2 separate regions of the Macaca mulatta genome follow, and region 2 is linked to region 1. A link is a contact called in public Hi-C data. All regions are on one chromosome and are shown on one strand. Each heading gives the region's core, a stretch centred on a gene start, on an enhancer-like site or on the middle of the called end of the contact. The rest is flanking DNA. Distances are from core to core; before and after follow the strand shown. Region 1 holds the start of CDK5R1 (cyclin dependent kinase 5 regulatory subunit 1). Region 2 overlaps MYO1D (myosin ID).

Region 1 (7,019 bases), core at 1,318-3,817:
AAGTCTCACTCTGTCACCCAGGCTGGAAGGTAGTGGTGTGATACCGGCTCACTGCAACCACTGCCTCCCAGGTTCAAGCGATTCTCCTGCCTTAGCCTCCTGAGTAGCTGGGACTACAGGTGCCTGCCACCACGGCCAGCTAATTTTTTTTTTTAGTAGAGACGGGTTGTTCACCATGTTGGCCAGGCTGGTCTCAAACTCCTGACCTCAGGTGATCCACCTGCCTTGGCCTCCGAAACTGCTGGACACGGTGTGGCACCACGCCCCGCCGGGGTGGATTATAGGCTTCAAAATTTGGACATGTTTTGGGAAGTGGAAAACATTTAACCTTGGCTCAACACTAGAATCTGAAGGGGGGCACAGAGCCAACTCAGAAGCTAGAGGCTCCAAGTAGGGGCTGAGGAAAAGAGGCTGGGGTTCGGCTTTCCTTTGAGAAGGAAGAGGGACACTTGGTCAGGGTCTCAAAGGAGATTGTTTCTTCTGGCTCCTTTTTTTTTTTTTTTTTTTTTTGAGATTTGCTCTTGTTTCCCAGGCTGGAGTGCAATGGTGCGATCTTGGCTCACTGCAACCTCCGTCTCCCAGGTTCAAGCGATTCTCCTGCCTCAGCCTCCTGAGTAGCTGGGATTACCGGCATGCGTCACCACGCCCGGCTAATTTTTTTTTGTATTTTTAGTACAGATGGGGTTTCACCATGTTGGCCAGGCTGGTCTTGAACTCTTGACCTCAGGTGATCCGCCCGCCTCAGCCTCCCAAAGTGCTGGGAATTACAGGCATGAGCCACCATGTCCGGCCTCTTCTGGCTTCTTACTGTTAGATGCAGGAGGGTTGAGGACAGCTCCATGTGAAGAGCAGGTAGGCTTGTACACCAAGGAACATTCACAGGGAGGGGCACACTGAGCTGGGAGCCTGCCTTCCTCTTCTGAGTTCCCCTAACAGCTGCTGTGGATGTTCTGAAGGGCTGTGGACAAAGTTGTCCTCTGGGTACAGAGCAATGGACTTTCCACTGTATGCCTGCCCCCTAAGGTTCCTAAAGCCTGGAATTCCCATTGACAGAAATTTCTGAGTGGCACATAAACAAAATCCAGCACTTTCTGCCGTGATTGCAGCATTTTGAATGATGTCAGATTCCCATTCTGTTCCCCCTAGGGCAGTTGACAGGGCTGGTGCAGGGTGAAAGCCTAGTGGGCCAGAGTGGTCAGGTAATTGGGTGTCATCCTCTCCTCTGGAGTGCCACTACATCATCTCTAGGTCCAGAGATGATCTGGATTAAGACAGGGCTTAAGTCTCCTGTTTCCCAGGTTTGTGGTCAGTTTTGACTCAATCTCCAGAAACAAGGTAAAATAGTAAATGAACAACGGCCTTTGTGAAGGATCTGGATTCACATCCGACAGGAACAGCTCTTTGAGAACCAGAATTTTACTCAATTTCGCTAGCATCAAGTTCTTAAATTATACATACTTAGAACTGAAAACGTTTAAGAGGGTCAGAAAGCTGGCCAGAGGGGCAGTTGCTTCAGCTTTAATACAACAAAGAGGGCGAGTGGGAACTTCGAGGTCATATTTGTGACGGGCTCAGGCTTGGCTCTTGGTGGCCCGGAACTGCTACGGGCCACGCTTCTCTGGCTTGGATTTCTGAGGCCCACTCGGGCCACGGGCATCTACCCCGGGATGAGGGAACGGAGGCCCCAGAAGGGTGGCCAGAAACGATGGGACTGTCCACTCGAGGTGCGCCTGGCACTTGGGAGGTCTCAGTAAAGGCTTCGCCTCTCCCCGCCCAGGGCCTTCTTTCCCGCGCTCCCTGGCTGCTTTCCACAGGGACGGGGATGTCAGGTGGAAGGAGGGAGCTACCGGCCCTGGCCTCGGCGGAGGGCTCCTCACCAGGGCCCGGGCGGCAGCCTCCGAGAGGGCGGGCCGCGCGCTGCCAGGGCAGGACTCGGCCGAGAGCGCCCCCGCGGCCGGCAGCTGCGGGCGCCGCGGCGGGAACAAAGACAGCACGTGTCTGGGCGGGGCGCGGGCGGGGTCGGCCCTCAGCCCCGCCCTGCTCGGCGCCCGCCGAGCGTCAGCAGAGTTGGGCTGCGCGGGCGCCCGGGACTCTCAGGCGGCCGGGCTGCTGTTGGGCGGCGGCGCGGAGCCGGCGGCGAGCTGTGCGGGAGGGGCGGTCCCGAGGGGCGGGGCGGGCCGGCGCCGCGTGTCCCGCCGCCGCCGCCGAGTCCGGCTCCTAGATGGGGCCCGGTGCGTAGAGGTGCCTCCCGCTCGTCGCCGCGTCCTACCTGCACCGTGCGCGGCTCGAGCTGAGGACATCAACGGCCGCAACTCCCCGGCGAGACCAGGCCGGCGCGTGGACTGCGCGCGCGCCCCGCGAGGGAGGGCGCTGAGGCGCGCGCCGGGAGCGGGAGCGGGAGCGCGGCGGCGGCGGCAGCGGCGGCGGCGAAGGTGCGGGCGGCCGAGCCGGGGGGCGGGGCCGCGGCGCCTGCAGAACCTTGGACAGAAGCTGCCGAGCCGCAGCCGCCGCCGCCGCCGCCGTCGCCGCCGCCGAGCGCGGGCACAGCCGATCCCCGCCGAGCGCTCCCGAGCGCCGGGACCGCGGCGGCAGAGCCGCGGCGCGCATTGCGGAGGGCGCGGAGCGCAGGAGCTGCCGCCTGCCGGGTAAGCCTGCGCTGGGCGGCCGTCCTTGGCCCAGAGGAGCCGGGCCCGGGTCGCGCCCGTGCGGGGTGTCCAGGCGGGGGTCTTCGTCCGCCTCCGTCGGCGCCCGGGCCCCTCCCAGCTGCGCTTGGGGACCGCAGCGGCGGCGGCGGGCGGGGGTGCTGCAGTGGAGGCGGCGAGGCTGCGGCGCGGGGGCGCGGGGCCGCGGGTAGGGCCCGGGACTGGGGCCGCGGGGTCCGCGGAGGCGCGGGGCGGAGGGGCGCGGCGCGGAGCCCAGCTTGGCGCTAAGAACCATCTTGTTTTCCAGGCAGATCCAAGGGGGCAGCACGCTTCCCGGGAGCGCCCCCGCCTCCTCCCCGGGGCCACCGCAGGCTCCGTGAGTGGTTTTATCCCTCCGGCCGGCAGGCTGGGCGCGCAGGGGCGCGAGCCCCCGCCCGGCGCGCAGCGGCACCATGGGCACGGTGCTGTCCCTGTCCCCCAGCTACCGGAAGGCCACGCTGTTTGAGGATGGCGCGGCCACCGTGGGCCACTATACGGCCGTACAGAACAGCAAGAACGCCAAGGACAAGAACCTGAAGCGCCACTCCATCATCTCCGTGCTGCCTTGGAAGAGAATCGTGGCCGTGTCGGCCAAGAAGAAGAACTCCAAGAAGGTGCAGCCCAACAGCAGCTACCAGAACAACATCACGCACCTCAACAATGAGAACCTGAAGAAGTCGCTGTCGTGCGCCAACCTGTCCACATTCGCCCAGCCCCCACCGGCCCAGCCGCCCGCACCCCCGGCCAGCCAGCTCTCGGGCTCCCAGACCGGGGGCTCCTCCTCGGTCAAGAAAGCCCCTCACCCTGCCGTCACCTCCGCAGGGACGCCCAAACGGGTCATCGTCCAGGCGTCCACCAGCGAGCTGCTGCGCTGCCTGGGTGAGTTTCTCTGCCGCCGGTGCTACCGCCTGAAGCACCTGTCCCCCACGGACCCCGTGCTCTGGCTGCGCAGCGTGGACCGCTCGCTGCTTCTGCAGGGCTGGCAGGACCAGGGCTTCATCACGCCGGCCAACGTGGTCTTCCTCTACATGCTCTGCAGGGATGTTATCTCCTCCGAGGTGGGCTCGGATCACGAGCTCCAGGCCGTCCTGCTGACGTGCCTGTACCTCTCCTACTCCTACATGGGCAACGAGATCTCCTACCCGCTCAAGCCCTTCCTGGTGGAGAGCTGCAAGGAGGCCTTTTGGGACCGTTGCCTCTCTGTCATCAACCTCATGAGCTCAAAGATGCTGCAGATAAATGCCGACCCACACTACTTCACACAGGTCTTCTCCGACCTGAAGAACGAGAGCAGCCAGGAGGACAAGAAACGGCTCCTCCTAGGCCTGGATCGGTGAGCACTGTAGCCTGCGCCATGGCTCAAGGATTCAATGCATTTTTAAAAATTTATTATTAAATCAGTTTTGTGTACAGTATGTGTCTAGCAAAGCCACCAAGGGCCTCACCTTTCCCACAGTCTCTCCCTGGGGTTTTTTCAGCCCTGCCAAGAACTCTGGGCACTTTTGAACTCACGAGCCTTGCGCAAAACCCAGAAGATGTATTCGGAGCCACCCAGGCCACTGACCTCCCACTTTGGGGAACTCAAAGAACTGACCTGCCCCTGCCGCCTGTGCCCTTGCTGGGTCCAGGGTAGGCGAGGCTGCCGGCTGCACCCTGTATGGCGCTAGAGAGGGGACTCTGGCTGCCTGACCCAGGGAGGAATTGGGGTTTCTGGTTGGAGGCCCTTTTCTGGCTCCTGTGTGGAGTTACTCGCTCTCCCAGAGGCTCCTGGAGCCATCCACCCTAACTGAGCTGCCAGTGGGGTCATGAGGCAGGATCCCCGCTGCGCTGGGACATCTTCAATCTAGGCGAGGCGAAGCTGAGCAGGTCTAGTGGAAAGACTGTGTCTGGTCGTTTGACCACACACCGCCCTGATTTGCTGTTTTCTTTTTTAGGGAGAAGGGCTTTCCTTTAGTGGAGAAATGGAACTCGCCCGTTGCCCCCTTGTCTGCTGCTCACAGCCGCATTGCTGGTATTGGCCGATGAGCTGCTTTGACTCGTTACTTTTTCTCATTTTGGGTCCCAGCTAAAGAGGTGGGGTGAAGCTGGAGACGACTTTCCTGGGTGAATTTTTCTTTTGAATAATGCAGTGCAGTCGCCCTGTGGCAAATGCCAGGACAGCTGCAGGTGCCCATTAGCAACGCCTGCCTTCTGGGCAAGGTGAGGGATGCCATACCTTGAGACCAAGCCGGTGCCCACCTAAGGGCTAAGGCCTCTTGCTGGTGCACATGACATTTGTCCTGCAGAGCTGGGGGGAAGGCGATGTGGTGGCCCCACCCCCACCCCTGTTAATTTAAAGCTGTTTCCAAACAGTTGAGTTTCTTCTAAAGAGGAAGACTTGCCCTACAGGGACCAGTGAGACAGCTGGATCTTGGAGACAATTACAAGACGGGAGTGAGACTCCTGATTGCTCTGGAAGCCTGCTGATTTCTACAACTGATCATTTGCCGCTGCTGGTTTTGGTTTCCACCTTCCCCTACTGGCTGTAAAAACACAAATGTGTACTTTATTGATTTTCTTTCTCATTCTCCCGTATTGGTGGCTTGGGACTTGGGAGAGGGAGCAAGCCTTCCTCCATGGCCCGTCACTCTGCTGTGGAGAACAAAGACCAATGTGAAGACGCTACAGAGGATTCTGTCTTCCAGGCCCAGTCCCCCCGGGAGTGCTGGAATGGGGACCTGGGGTGGGGAGGCAGAGGGTCACTTTACATAGGATTAGGTTCAAGGTGGTTACCAATTTCAGCACAAGCACTACTGAAATTTACACAAAAAGAAAGCTGTGAAATTGAAGTCCCAGTGTTAAGAGTCCTGAAGCAGAACCTGGTGGCCGGAGGCATTCCCAGAGGTGGGGAAGAGAGCCTGCCCTGCCGGAGAGCAGCTGCCTGGCTGCACCTGAGGCCCAGCGGAGCCGTTCCTAGGACTGTCGGATAATCGGTGCAGCATTGGAAGGAGCCTGCGGCTGCTGGCACAGACTTCACACAGCACCTCCTCTCTGCTGGGTTTCCACACAGCCTGTCTTCAGATCCTGCTGCCGCGTGCGACCAGAGGTGGGATGCCCCTGGTGGCATGGAAGAGGGAGGGTCAGTGCCAAGTCTCAGGAGGAGGGCGCATGTGTGTTATCACCTTCAGCTGGTGGAACCTGACCTGGAGTTGTGCGGTTACATTGCATCCACAGGATTCCAGTTGCGTGTCTGTTTCCTTCTCTTTCTCCGTATTTATTTTTTTATTCTTTGGAAGAGGTGGACATTTTGGAAGTGGTGGGGACTAAGGGAAGAACTCTATAGTTCCCTCAGTGTGAAGCCTGTCGTGTTCCCTCTCTTCCCTCGCACTGGTCATCAGTATTGTGTAAAGGAACAACTGATATACTTGAGTGTGCAAGCAAAGAACCCATTTGCCATGCTGCTATGAAGACTACTTTTAGAACAACAATAAAAAAAAACCTACAAAAAAACCTTTATTCTTTAATTGTTGCTTTTACAGTGATATTGTGCATGCAAACCAGGAGCATTTTGTGTCTTAAGAAAAATAATCTTAGAACAGATGGCTGTGAAAATTACACCCATGCACAGAACAAGCCACAGGAATAATAGTTCAGGATTTGGTTTTTCTCTTTTTCTTGTAAACCTGGAGGGTTGATATATTCTTTCCATGCAGTTATTAGAACTTAGTTTTGTTCCAACAGTTAAACTTGCAATGAAAAGAAAATGTGCCATTTTTTTTTCACTTGGAATTATTCATAGCTGTATATTTGAAACTGCTAATTACACACGTGTGATGTATGTTGGTTTTTTAGTGCAATTTCTTCTGTAGCTATTCTTTGACCAAACTGTGGGTATTGTTAATATTAATTTATATTTGTCTCATTTTGTATGTATGTGTAGTGTGTTTGTATGTGTGGTTTATAATCTGACAAAGTCATGAAGCTCAGTTTGGCTCTAATTTAATTCCCCTTCCCTTATTTTTATTTATTTTTGTACTGTGCTGATTCAATAAAATGCACTGACCATCCATTACAGAGACCTCTTTTTGTGGGCAGGCTGGGGCCCCCTTTAATAAATGATTCATGCACTCAGAACGTAATTGGATTTGTGTTCTGGGGGAGGGGAGGACAGAGTTGGGGGCGAGGGCTTCACACACTAAGGTGATTAAGAAGGAAGCACAGGTTAAGTCAGCTTTGGTTTAGCGTCGGCCGAGGCGGGGGCAGCTGTTTCCCAAAGGCTCCCGTGGCAGAGCTGGGTGACTGGAACCTCCAGCCAAGGAGGGTCAGGCCCAAGCATGGCCTGGTGAGGTCTGGCCAGGT
Region 2 (7,019 bases), core at 2,427-4,926, 150 kb after region 1:
GTCTAGGTTGCAGACTGCCAACTTCTCGTAGTCTCCTCACATGGCAAGAGGGCGAGGGTCTCTCTGGGGCCTCTTGTATAAGGTCAATAATCCTGTGATGAGGGTAGAAACCTCCCAAAGGTCTCATCTCCGAATTCCATCACATTGGGGGTTAGGATTTTGACATAGGAATTTTTGGGGAACACATTCAGACCTTAGCACTCTGTGTCTCTCCGTCTCTCTCTCACACACATATACATAAGTGATAAAAAAAAAACAAAACTCTAATGGCAGAATTGAATTTGGGGGCAAGTCCAACTTTTAACAGATGTTTCCAAGAAGTAGCCAAAACAACAAAAGTGAAAAAATTTGGGGAACAGAATAGTTAGGTAAGTGGTTCTCATCTCTGGCTGCATAGTGCAGTCACCTAGGGAGCTTTATTTTATTTTTTATTTTTTTTATTTTTGTAGAGACAAGGTCTTGCTATGTTGCCCAGGCTGGTATTGAACTCCTGGGCTCAAGTGGTCCTCCCACTTTGGCTTCCCACAGTGCTGGGATTATAGGTGTTAACCATTGCGCCTGGCTGGCCTGGAGAGCTTTAACACATGCTGATGCCTAGGTCTACCAGCAGAGATTTGATTTCACTGATCTGGAGTATGGCCTGGGTATCAGAAATTTTAAGAACTCTCCAGGTCATTCTAATGTGCAGCTACAGTTGAGAACCCCTGAGTTAGACTATCAACATACTAACACTTTTTATTTGGCTTTAAAAGTGAAAACTAAATAAAATAAAAATCAGATCTTCTAAATAGCAGGTTAGCAGTAAAACCACTATATTTTTTCTGGCCTTCTTGAGACTGTAGTACCTTTTCTTCTTTGAGGAGGCAGGATTGCAACTGAGAGAAACAAACAGTACAAATAAAAGTATAACGTGACAGCTCTCTTCAAAGGTGCTGTTTTTTTCCCCCTTAAAAGAAATGAAGACATTTTCTTTTTCTTGTTTTGCTTTTATATATACACATATGTGTGTATATACATATATATATATATATATATTTTTTTTTTTTTTTTTCTTTTTTCTTTTTCTTTGAGACAGAGTCTTGCTCTTGTTGCCCAGGCTGGAGTGCAATGTTGTCATCTTGGCTCACTGCAACCTCCACCTCCCGGGTTCAAGCGATTCTCTTGCCTCAGCCTCCTGAGTAGCTGGGATTACAGGCACGTGCCACTACATCCAGCTAATTTTTGTATTTTTAGTAGAGATGGGGTTTCACCATGTTAGCCAGGCTGGTCTTGAACTCCTGGACTCAAGTGATCTGCCTGCCTCAGCCTCCCAAAATGTTGGGATTACAGGCGTGAGCCACCTTTTTTTGTATCCTAATGACATACCTTTGGAGCTCTTGATATGCAGACCAGGGCCAATACACACATTCTCATCTTGATTATTCAGTTTCCTGTGGGCCTACAAGTCACTAATCCTCAAAAGGTTAAGGCGAACTATTTTAGAAAACTATTATTAATGTAAGAAAGACTTACATAGATAAATAAAGAAAATGAGAGAGAGAAAGAGAGCAACTTTGGCAATTAAGTTAGGTAGAAAGATACCTAATTTTGTGGCTACCTCTGGCTTTGAGATTAGAAGAACTTGCACTGAAACATTGCACTAGTGGTCAACTTCTCTGAGAATTTATTTCTTCATCTATAAAATAAGACTTCCTGCCCAGGATTCTTACAATCATTGAGATATAGTCTGGGTAAATCATTTAAGAAACACCTGGCATGACACATGCGATGAATGTTAGTTCTGTTATTTCTTTCCTCTTAAAACAGGACTTTTTTTTTTTTTTAATAGGGTCTTGCTCTATCACCCAGGCTGGAGTGCAATGGTGTGATATTGGCTCCCTGCAACCTCCTCCTCCTGGGCTCAAGCAATTGTCCTTCCTCAGCCTCCTGAGTAGCTGGGACTACTGGCTAATTTTTGTATTTTTTGTAGAGATGGGGTTTCACTATGTTGCCCAGGCTGGTCTTGAACTCTCTGAGTTCAGGTGATCTGCCTGCCTCAGCTTCCCAAAGTGCTAGGGTTACAGGTGTGAGCCACTGCTCTGGGCCCCAAATAGGATTTTAGTTTCATGTGTCATCTGTCAAAGGGAGGGGCAGGTAGCAGATGGCTGCTGGAACTGGCCTAGGTCAAACACACTTGGGATTAAGGGCTAGGTCACAAACACGAAGGGTGAAGCCCAGCTCCACTCCTGGTGAGCTCTGTGACCTGGGCAGATTGCTTCACCTTTCAGAGCACCGGTTTTCTCTTGACAGCAAGGTATTACTGTGCTGTGCATCTACGGGGCTGCCACAGTGAGCAATCTAGGCACTGTGCTGACGGGCTGGTGGCTTCCCTGCCTCTCCCACGGGTCCACAAGGCTTGTAGGCAGAGGCTATGTGATGTATGCTTGCACTGCCAGTGCCTGCCAAATGCACAGCACATGGGAGGTGCTCCAAAATGTTTACTGAATAAAAGAGAGCTCTGATAAAGACAGCTGTCTAAAGAAAGCCTATTATTGCCTCAGCTTAGCAACATCTATTTCTGCAAATGTAGAGATTTAAAAAATATGTACATCTCCGTGTATGGCTTTGTTTTAAAGCCATCTTGCTTCTAGCAATCTGACCTCTGGATAAATTAAGGTGGTACCGTACTAATTTGCTTACATTTTAGTTCTTAAAAGGCATTGTGTTTCTTTAACAAGATAGCTTTTTAAAGGAGTCATAAATTGGTCCTAGTGCTTGGTGCTTTCAGACATTGCTTTGAGACATCTTTTACATATGAAATTGAATTTCCCAGTACAGTACTGATGAAAATGGACTCTACTTTGTGCCCAAAAGCAGTGACTTTTGATATTATAAATCGGTTTGCTTATTAGTCAGATTTTTGCACATGTAAGGAAAAACACATTAAAAAAAACAGTTTGCTTAGTAGTGTTTGTCATAAGCAGCTGTCTCTAACCAGCGTAACAAAAGGCGTTTGCTTCTGAACACATGTCAGGAAAACCATCAATAGGGGAGCTCTGAAATTCTGACTTCTTTCTCTCTTATTAACAAAAAAAAGAGAGAGGATGTGGCTTAGTCGTCACATTTCTTAGAAGTATTTTAAAACCACGTGGCTCACTCAAATCCAATAATAAAGTCATTGAGTGCTAAAAAGAAATGATAAGAGGCAGGGGAAAGATTGTTTCATTGCCAACGCCACCGGAATAAGAAAAAAATTTCTTGAAAAATTAAACTGAAACTTTGACATCTGTATTTTTCTAAATTTCTCTATAATATAGACATTACTTTCTTTCTAAGAAGAGAGGTTTCCAAATATCTAATTTTGCTAAGTGACTCTCTTTGTTATAACACGCGGAACTATAAACATTGCGCAAGATGTTAAAAATAATACAGCTCCCAGGACTGCTGAGAATTAATTAGGAAGGTAAATTTATTACCTAAATAAATTAATAAAGCTGAGTGCCACTCAGGGTCTGACATTAAGGGATTATATGCTTTCCATTAAAGACAACTAATAAATATAGTTTAAAGGATTGAGGGAGGGCCGAGGGAGTGAACAGGCTAGCGCACACCAGCACAGGCGGTGCCAGACGTCAGCTGACTGCCTCCATTGAGGTTACCATGGAAACCCCTTCCTTTGGGACACTGCCACGAGGGTAGGGTGCTTTAGAAATGGTGATGGGGCGCAGACCGGCGGGCGGATGGATTTCAGCAGGGTTCACCCTGTACACATTACAAGGACAATCCATCTTCCAAACGAAATGATATCTTTCCAGCAAGTCACGTCAAATAGAGCAATAAAGCATGAAGTCTGGCATAATTACAGTCCATTTACCTTTACAAAACAGTCACATCAGTTCAGATAATTGTCTCTTTTCTCTCCCCTGCTTGCTTCATATTCTCCACAGAACTAAAGGAGGTATTTGTGTAATTAATTGGCTGCTTCCTTAGCCATCAAGCCCATACTGATAAAAAGGGACTATATCAAAACAACATTAATAGACAGATTCAAACATTCTTCAGACCAAACACTCAGGTAAAACTAACACGACTCAACAACAAAAGAAGGGTAAGAAGAATTCTAGCTGAGGTAAGGCTATTATGTTTTGGTTTATGTGATCTCACTGAAAACTGGCGAACAGATTTTTTGTTTACGCAAATTAAACTCAATCTTGGCAACCGGTTCCATGGATGCTGGTTTGGGAGGACTAATGTCCACATGAACTCTAGTGGCCGAAGTGCATTTATTCAAGCAACATGCTTCAGCCATGGGGAGCAATCTTTCCCACCAATTTATACTGATCTCTAGCATGATTTTCAAAGAGATTGTGATCAAAGCTTTGGACACAACATTGCTAATTATATAGGCTATTTCTTGCTTCTGTTTTCCATATCAAGCCTCAGCAACCACAAGTTCCCCAGCTTCAAAAAACATTCAAATTCTAACGCTACTGTCCCTGTAAAAATTTTAACCTTTCTTAACAATTTTAGAACTAATGCTTTAATTCAATATTACATACAAATATAGCATAGTGACTCAAAGGGGATGACGCTAATTTGACAATAACGCAGATTCCAGTTGGCTGAAACCTTAACCTTAGTGTGCAATATTTATACATAGAAAGGGGTCACCTGTAACTTAATGTTTCATGTTGTTTATAATTATATGACCATGCCATTTGTGAGAACAGTGTTTGCTGAAAAGAGACTCAAAAACCTATCACGATTTCCTGTTTTGATCTTTCCTGTGTGAGTGACTAGAACCATCATTAAATGGTAAATTGACTGAATAATTCTTGCTAATGGAAGAGGGGAAAAAAGTGCCAAATTCATCTTTTAATTATGTTTGCTTAGGCTTACATAAAGATCAAGCTTTGTTTCCTGAAAACAAACCAACTAATGACAAAGAGTGGAGAGATGGTTCTCATAAAGATTCACTGATAATCCAGTGTGTACTGAGTTATGTATTTTAGGATAAGAGAAAAATACATGATATAACTACATACCTATTAGAATGGCTAAAATAAAAAAAAAAAGACACTATCAAATACTGGTGAGGATGGGAAGTGACAGAAACTCTTATTCATTCCTGGTGGAAATGGAAAATGATACAGCAACTTTGGAAAATATTGGCAGTTTTTATAAAGCTAAATTTAGTCTTATTACAGGATTGAGCAATAGCACTCCTATTTACTCAATAGATTTAAAAACTTGTGTCCATACAAAAAACCTGCTTGCAAATGTTTATAGTAGCTTTATTCATAGTTGCCAAAAAGTGGAAGCAATCAAGATGTTCTTCAATAGGTGAATGGAGAAACAAATTATGGCACCTCCATATAATGAACTATTTCTTGACTAAAAAAAAAATGTGCCAACAAGCCATGGAAAGACATGGTGGAACCTTAAAGGCCTACTGCTAAGTGAAAGAAGCCAATCTGAAAAGGCTATAGTCTGTATGATTCTAATTATATGACATTCTAGAAAAGGCACAACTGTAGAACAGTAAAATGATTAGTGGTTCCTGTGGGTTCAGGGGAAAGAGGGAAAGGAATGAACAGGTTACGCACACAGGATCCTTAGAGCAGTGAAACTGTTCTGTGTGATACTGTAATGGTGGATATATGACACTATACATTTGCCAAAACCTACAGAACTCAACAGCATCAAGAGTGAACCTTAATGTGGGCAACTTAAAAAAAATTAGGAGGTTGGGAGATTTCACGTAGGAATGCAAAAATGTGACAAGACAATCTACCTATATTAAAAGGTATGGGCCAGGCACAGTGACTCATGCCTGTAATTCCAGTACTTTGGGAAGCCAAGGCAGGTGGATCATGAGGTCCAGAGTTTAAGACCAGCCTGGCCAAGATGGTGAAACCCGTCTCTACTGAAAATACACAAAAATTAGCCGGGCATGGTGGCGGGCGCCTGTAATCCCAGCTACTCGGGAGACTGAGGCAGAGAACTGCTTGAACCTGGGAGGTGGAGGTTGCAGTGAGCCAAAATTGCGCCATTACACTCCAGCCTGGGCGACAGAGCGAGATTTCATCTCAAGAAAAAAAAAAAGGTATGAAACAATCTCACTGAAGAGGGTGGGAGGAAAAGGTGCTGACCTAGGTAACTTTGGAAATGAGTGGAGTGTGTAAGACTAAAGGAAAAAGGAAGTACACGTAGCACTGTACTCCATTTGATAAAGTTGTGCCTCACAGGGTACAGGTTAACAATTCTGATACTGCCATGCATGGATACTGGAAATGAATAATTAGGTAAATGGACAGTAGATGGTGCAAGCCAGTTTTCTCACTTTTGGACAGGGAATTTAAAGATAAGCAATGGGGGAAGGCTAGAATGATTAATGTGGTCATGGACTAGAGTGAGAGACATTAATATAAACTCATGTTTAACTTCATATAAAGGTGGTCACATATAAAAATATTTATAAATATGTGTATATACACAGATTATACACATTAATTTCTGTGCTATGCCAGCTGAGAGGACCTGAAAGAAATGAATCCCCAGTAGCAACAAGCACATCTAGTACTCAGATCTGTTTCTTTCTTTCTTTTTCATTTTTCTTTTGTAGAGATGGTGTCTCACTATTTTGCCAAGGCTGGTCTCAAACTCCTGGGCTCAAGCAATCTTCCCATCTTGGCCTCCCAAAGTGCTGGGATTACAGACGTCCAGCCTAGTTATGTTCTAACACTGGATTAGGTGATCATTGCACAACTGCATAAATTACTAAAAATAACTACACCTTACAATGGGAAAATTTTATGGTATGTAAACACATTAGTTTGCTAAGGATGATATGACAAAGTATCACAGACTAGGTGGCTGAAACAACAGAAATTTATTTCCTTGAAGTTCTGGAGGCTGGAAGTCTAAAATTAAGATTAAGATGTTGGTAGAGTTGTTCTTCTTTTTTTTTTTTTTTTCTTGAAATGGAGTCTTGCTCTGTTGCCCAGGCTGGAGTGCAGTGGTGCGATCTCGGCTCACTG

What was found. Hi-C and Micro-C count contacts between places; a contact is called where the count stands out from the background.
Region 2: a contact with region 1 is called in a Hi-C map of fetal cortical plate, with 2.0 times the contacts expected there. The contact joins the enhancer-like site here to the promoter of CDK5R1 in region 1. A contact is called at or near these places in 2 of 14 Hi-C or Micro-C datasets (fetal cortex germinal zone and fetal cortical plate).

What each region holds. Positions count from the first base shown.
Region 1 is chr16:42,046,460-42,053,478 of T2T-MMU8v2.0, forward strand. It overlaps CDK5R1 (cyclin dependent kinase 5 regulatory subunit 1), which reads left to right and starts at 2,568. Exons shown (of 2, transcript NM_001257715.1): 1 at 2,568-2,645; 2 at 2,950-6,730. The coding sequence starts at 3,095. The coding sequence ends at 4,018.
Region 2 is chr16:42,192,290-42,199,308 of T2T-MMU8v2.0, forward strand. The region is part of intron 21 of MYO1D (myosin ID); the gene reads right to left. The region is part of intron 2 of LOC144335435 (a long non-coding RNA gene); the gene reads left to right. Among named protein-coding and RNA genes, the nearest start is that of CDK5R1, 150 kb to the left of the region's middle. Within about 2 kb of position 3,677, at least 23 of the 40 cell types and tissues checked have an H3K27ac peak or open chromatin away from gene starts, as enhancers often do. A contact at or near this core is called in fetal cortex germinal zone and fetal cortical plate, where this site is marked.